2 separate regions of the Zea mays genome follow, and region 2 is linked to region 1. Evidence: chromatin contacts called from public Hi-C data. All regions are on one chromosome and are shown on one strand. Each heading gives the region's core, a stretch centred on a gene start, on an enhancer-like site or on the middle of the called end of the contact. The rest is flanking DNA. Distances are from core to core; before and after follow the strand shown.

What was found. A called contact is a pair of places that touch in the nucleus more often than the background predicts.
Region 2: a Hi-C map of leaf shows a contact between it and region 1, with 7 times the contacts expected there. The contact joins the promoter of LOC100273787 here to the promoter of LOC100284839 in region 1. A contact is called at or near these places in 3 of 25 Hi-C or Micro-C datasets (all in leaf).

Annotation. Positions count from the first base shown.
Region 1 is chr10:7,534,498-7,537,805 of Zm-B73-REFERENCE-NAM-5.0, forward strand. LOC100284839 reads right to left here and starts at 1,502. Exons shown (of 9, transcript NM_001157734.2): 1 at 1,326-1,502; 2 at 731-884; 3 at 568-650; 4 at 400-459. The coding sequence starts at 845.
Region 2 is chr10:7,902,023-7,905,108 of Zm-B73-REFERENCE-NAM-5.0, forward strand. It overlaps LOC100273787 (putative ACT-domain containing protein kinase family protein), which reads left to right and starts at 1,363. Exons shown (of 15, transcript NM_001148189.3): 1 at 1,363-1,782; 2 at 2,713-2,827. The coding sequence starts at 1,541.

The DNA.
Region 1 (3,308 bases), core at 252-2,751:
AGTTCACATTGAGCATCCCCCTTCCAATGATTGCAGGTGGGTAACTACTAATCGGACATGCAGAAACATTGAAATGTGTTAACAGCTTAACTCATGCCCACAGAAACATATGTGTAAGCATATGATTGAAGCTTAAAAGGCTCAGGGTCTATGATGTCCTATCACTGTTCTAGACAGCTTGGCATAATGTGATTAATGTGAATGTTCATAAAACAAATACTATACTGTTGATCCTTTCATAAAACACAACTAGAAAAATAATGTGACACAAATAGCAAAAAAACACAATATATTTGGCAAGAACAGACTGAATTCCATGAAGTTTTCAGCAGTGAGCTTTGGTTTCATGACAACAAAATTTTCACTGACAAAATATATATAAGGATCCAGTGGGCATACCCGGTCAGCAAACATGCTATCCTTTCTGTTGGTCTTAAACAAGGCTAATTGGAATTCATCCTGCAGATAATACATCAAAGCTCCAAGGAGAGATCAGACACAATGACTTCATGGAAACAAAGTTGTCATTCACTGCCACTTCACACTAAGAGCTTAGAACCTACAAACCTTGTTAATCAAGCCATCATCAACCACAGCACTGCTAATCTTCTTGAACAGCTCATACAGAGCCTCGATTTCATTCACATTAACTGCAGAATAATGAAAATCCACTGCTGAATAAACGGCAACAGATATGAAAACAAGCATAGCGAGAGTAAAAAGAGCATACAAACAGTTTCTCTAGCCAGGCGTTCGGGGTCCTCGAGGCCCTTTGGCCGATTGGGTATGTCAAGGTCGCAGCACTTGAGCAGGGCAGAGGCGAGCCGTCGAACAAAGTCCACCATTGCACACTCCACGAATATCCAAATCAACACTTCTCCTAGCTGCAAATGACCAAGAAGTGGGTCAGGCCTCAGGGCCTACCACCGCAGCGCACGAGCAATTTCCACGACCGGATGACACCACCCACAATACCCACCCAGTTCCCCCTTCCGATTGGAGCAAAATCCCATAAAAACAGGGAACCAATCACTTCCCCGCTCAGGATCACCGGATCACAGCACAGCTGGAGGCACGCAAATCGTAATCCCGACCGACGACCCGATACCTCGGACACGGACACGAAACCAAGCTAGAAACGGATCCCGCAGCCGCCGAAACGCCGTCGCAAGCACGCACCACCGCTGGTCCGCATTCTCTCCGCGGCTCCCGGCTTCCACGCGCGAAAGGCACGGCCACGGGATCCCGCCGCATCGGAGTCCCCGGCCAGGGGAGGGGGGCGAGATGGGATTCGTGCACGAAAAGAGATCGGTAGCAGGCCTCACCTCATCGGGGATCCTGGTGGATGGAGGCGGGCTGTTTGCGCGTGGAGGGTCGGAGGGCGGGGACCGGCGGTGAGAGGTTGCGGAGGCGGGGGAGTGCGTGGCCGCGAGAGGAGGGAGTGGTGAAACTCGAGGGAGGGAGCGAATCGTCGGAGGAGGAGCGCCACGTCAACGGTTCCTGAGGATGTCGTTGGTATGTTCTCCTCGTGAAACCCCGTCCCACATCCCGGGCACATTCCTGGGCCGATAGGTAGATGGGCTTCCGTGACAGGATGGTGGCAACCTCCGTGACCCGTGGACCCAGCGAGAGTAGGCCATGGTTTCTCCATTGGGTATCAAGATTTGAGCTGGGTCAGATCTAGAGATGGCAACGAGTACTTATCCATCGGGTATTGCATACTCATATTTATACCCATAAAAACAAAATCTACCCGCCATAATATCCATACCCGGCCACGGGTAGAAAGTATAGCCACACCCGTACCCGAGTGGATATTGACACCCGATGGGTAACCCATACCAGATTAGCACCCGACAAAGAGTAACAAATTACACATTTAAATAGTCACATATAGACAAGATATAAGCTCAAATCGCTCACAAGCCATAATCTAACATATTCACATGAGTTCAAAAGTTACATGTTTAGTTACAGCCTACATGGCCACATCAGCCTTGGGGATATTGCTATCGTTTGGCTAACCATGTTGTTCAGCCATATTTTTCGATCAAACAGGATGCCCGATGAGTGGAGCAGTACATTAGTATCAATCTTCAAGAAGAAGGGAGATATTCAAAGTTGTACCAACTATCAAGTGATTAAGCTCATGAGCCACACTATGAAACTATGGGAGAGAGTTATTGAGCATCGCCTGAGAGGAATGACGCATATCATCATGAACAAATTTAGATTCACGTGTGGAAGGTCAACCATGGAAGCAATTTTCTTAATAAGGCAGGTCATGGAGCCACATAAGGAGCAGAAGAAGGACTTGCACATGGTTTTTATCGACTTGGAAAAGGCCTATGATAAAATACCTAGGAATCTAATGAGGCGGACATTGGATAAGCATAAAGTCCCTATTGTAGTTTTAGAGAAATAAGTGACATGTTTCCAAAATATTTAAATAAATTAAATATTCTAATTTCGAATAAGACAAGCATATAACTCAGATAAATAACATGTGTAATTATAACAGCAATGAACAGTAGCATTTCTAGGACATGAAAACATGTAACATAGCTACTCAAGTTCATTTGAATATTAAACATGGCAAGTAGATGAAGAAGGCAGATTAAACACATAAACATGATTGTTTATATTAAAATATTGCTCTCAAAATAGCGGGTTGCTGCACTAAACAGCCCTCCAACGCTAAGTGGTGATCAGAGATCCTTGACTAACGTGACAGTCCTACCTTATCAAATTAGGGTTTTAGAACAAATATAATGAGCCTAGAATTCAAGCATGAATTCCAAAGTAAAGAACTGAGCAGTAAATAAAATAACAGAATTTAACACAGGTAATCAACCTCAACAAAGAGAGATATAACTAAGCACAAATATATATTTAATGCTGAAAATAACAACACACTAAAACTCAGACTGTCACTTTGTCTCACTACACCGCTATCATCATCGAGCACATAAATCCGCCCACAAATTGTGCAATCACACCCAAGTAAATAATACTAGCAAATTGCACAAAATTACTCAATAAATAAAGAGAGTCAATGGATAACTCACAACACATAGATTGTCTACGTGGGAAGACCAGCTCAGCGAACACAAGGTTCTATCCCAGAAAACCAATTCTGTCGTCCACGTCCGGACCTGCACGGTGGGAGGTTGACAGAGATACTAGAGCCGCTGTCGGAGCCGAGGGAGACATCCACGACACCAGTCCGAGAAGAGGAACACCGCACAGCAGGGAGCTCAAGCACCAGGCCACGATGGACAGAGACTAAAGAAGAACTGTAGCACCAC
Region 2 (3,086 bases), core at 113-2,612, 370 kb after region 1:
CTCCTCCATTACCGTCTCTGAACCGCACCATCACGTCAAAAAGAGCAGCTAAATTAACTTCTCAGCCCAAGCCTCGCAACCTGTGAGCAGAAGAGAAGAAGATTCACCTCTGACAGCGCTGTAGCGGTCACTCGCTCGCTTTATGCATCTAGGCTCGGCGCGGACGAACCTACCGTGGAAGAGGGAGGTGGACGACAGCGAGAGTGGCTGTCACATTTGGCATCGCGCTGTCCAGCACCGACAGAAGCCCAACCCCCTTGCTTCCGCCTCTACGGCCGTGCTGGTGGCGGTGGAGGACTCCAGATCTAGAACCGAGAGCCACGGACAGATGTGCTGGAGATAACACGAAGCGACACATGGGAGGAGAGTGGGGATGGTTTGGAGGCCTCGCCTCTCTCCATCCTCAAAATAGTAGTCGATTGAGGCGGGGAAGGGAGCACGGTGCATGCCATGGCCGCCAAGTATGGAAGGGGACGCGCCTTCCATGGCCATGGATCTCGCCTTCCATGGTCGTGGATCTCACCTTCCATGTCCACATCGGGTGCCCGCATGCACGCGCGTCCGGGGTCGAGCGAGCGTGCGGGCCACCGGGAGGGGTCAGGTCGGGCGCGGGGACGCGTGCAAGCGGGCGGCGGCGCGGGGGCGCGTGGGGCTGGCGGGGGCACGGTGAAGCCGGGTGGACGCCCTCGGTAGCTACTTATGGTGTAGTAGAGATTTACAGTAGGGGTTCTCCCCTCCTGGACTTTCAATAAAAATGTGAGAGCCTCGTTGTTTAGGCCGACATAAGATACATGATGGCCCTCCCGATCGATTCTGGTGACATAAGGCATTACTACTAAGTGCTTGTTCAGTTATGTCTGTATTGAAGTGGAGTGAGGGTGGCCTAAAGAGGGACAAGACTGAACAGATATAAAAGTCCCTAAAAATACGTCATGATCAACTTGCTATACTACTTAAATAAATATAGCCCTAATAGCATTAGAGTGCCGGCACTACTTAATGATATCCCTTCCGATCGTTGTTCTTACCCATTTCACGCCATGAATCATTGCTACTTAAAGAAGCGCGGGCCCATCAGAAAACCTGCAAAGACAACTTCGTGGCGTGCACGTAGCAGCAGTGCACTGTGCAGCAGCCCCTTCAACCTTCATCCCTGTTCGTGCAGTCGGTGTCCTCCATACACCACGTGCACTGTTTCCCTCTCACTGCCACCGGGGCCTACGGCGCATAGCGAAATCCAAGGGCCCTCTTCTTCGACACATTCTCCTCTCAGAGGGATGACTTGAAAAGACGTCGTTGCCCTTGGAACAGCCTCGTATTCTCTTCCTCATACCTCGCGCGTTAAAAAACCTCCTTCGTCTCCTGGTCTGTGTCCCACACTCCTATCCTTCTCGCCTTCGACTGCCCAGAGCGCCCAGCGCCCGCGACGCTTCTAGAACACGCGACGCGGGCGAGCGCGCTGGCGGGTGGGCGAGGCAAAACTAAGGAGGCGGGAGGGGCGGCGATGCGGGGCAGGTGACGCTGCGGCGCGGCGTGGGGGATGGTGGCGGCGGAGGGTGGGCCCGGCGGGGCCGTCGAGGAGGGCGTCGGGGAGAGCTCGTCCCCGCCGCGCGAGGACGCCGTCCCAGCGCCCGCCGGCTCCGGCGGGAGCGGGGGCAGCGGAGGCGCCCGCGAAATCTGTGCCCAGGTGCTCGACCGCCTCGTCGCCGACGGCTACGCGGAGGCGTCCGACCCCGAGTTCCGCGACAGGCTCGCCGCCCATTTCGGCCGGCTCCCGCACAGGTGCTGATCCATTACCTCGGCCTGCCGCATCCTAGGCCTTCGCTTGCCGTGGTGTAGGCTTTACATGCCCTGGTTGCGGAAATCTGTGCTCATTGTTTCGGTCAAGGAGGGTAGCGTGCTCGTTTCGGGTTTCAGATTTTGGGTGTCGGCATGGCGAAGCTTAGTGGTGAGCTTCGTTTTAGGTGTGAATTTTTGTATCATGTTGACCTTTTGGTTAGCTTCCGTGCTCTCACTGCTGCTTCCGTGTTTGATGTGCTAAGAGACTGTTGTTTGACTTGGCAATTGGATCGGACATCACTCGGTACTGTTTGCTTGAGGACTGGATGAATTTACAATTTTACACTACTTTAGTGTTCGAACGGTACCTAGCAGCCATGCCTGGCTCGATGTTGATCTGGTGTGCTCTGTGATTAAGCTAACGTTGGAAGTAAATGGAGTGAGCAGGGTTTCTTAGAATCATCTGCTGGCTCACACCCTTCCGGAAAAAAAGGAAAGCTTTCATCCTCGTTCTGAACTGTTGTCTTTACCTGTATAAAAAGTGAAATTCCAAAGCGTCTCTTTTAGATCTATAGCCGCAAAATTTCTCAAGATAGTAAATATGCTTACAAACAAATATGTTCCAGATCGTAGCGTGGATTAACAATTGCATACTAGCCCTTAGTCTTGTAGTTATCCCTTATTCCCTTGTATTGAACACATAGTCAGTCTTATCCCTTAGTCTTGTAGCTTGCCTCTGTATTCTTCCCGGGTGGGGTAGACTGGTAGTTCACTTTTATCATATTCAAAGGAAGCTGGTAGCTGCAGTCTCTGTTTCCACATTAGGATTGCTATATGACAATTAATTAATTCTTCCGTTGTCTTACTTGTATAATCAATTAATCATGAAGCTAACAATAACATTGGTTCTTCTTTTGTTTTCTCATACCGTAGCTATCAGCTGGATATCAATGTTGACAAAGCATCCGATGTCTTGGTCCACCAGAACGTCTTAGCGGAAGCAAAGGATCCTGATAGGCGCCCTGCATTCTATGTCCGTTTCTTGAGGGTAAAGTTCTGCAATAAACTACTATCTGCTATATGATAGCAGTAGCTACTTTAGTGGCTAGTGGTTTCAATTTATTTTATTGTTACCGAAGTTTAGTTTCGGAAAAGAACAGGAAAGCTAAACCTCACTCAAGTGATTTGAAGCCTCCCCTCACTCGATTTTTTTTTCAGTCAATCAATGAACGCCACAACGGTGGCTTCACCAACCCCTTTGAAACTAGGGTCAGGGTTGGGGGTTTGGGCCTTACCTGTGGCCTCCG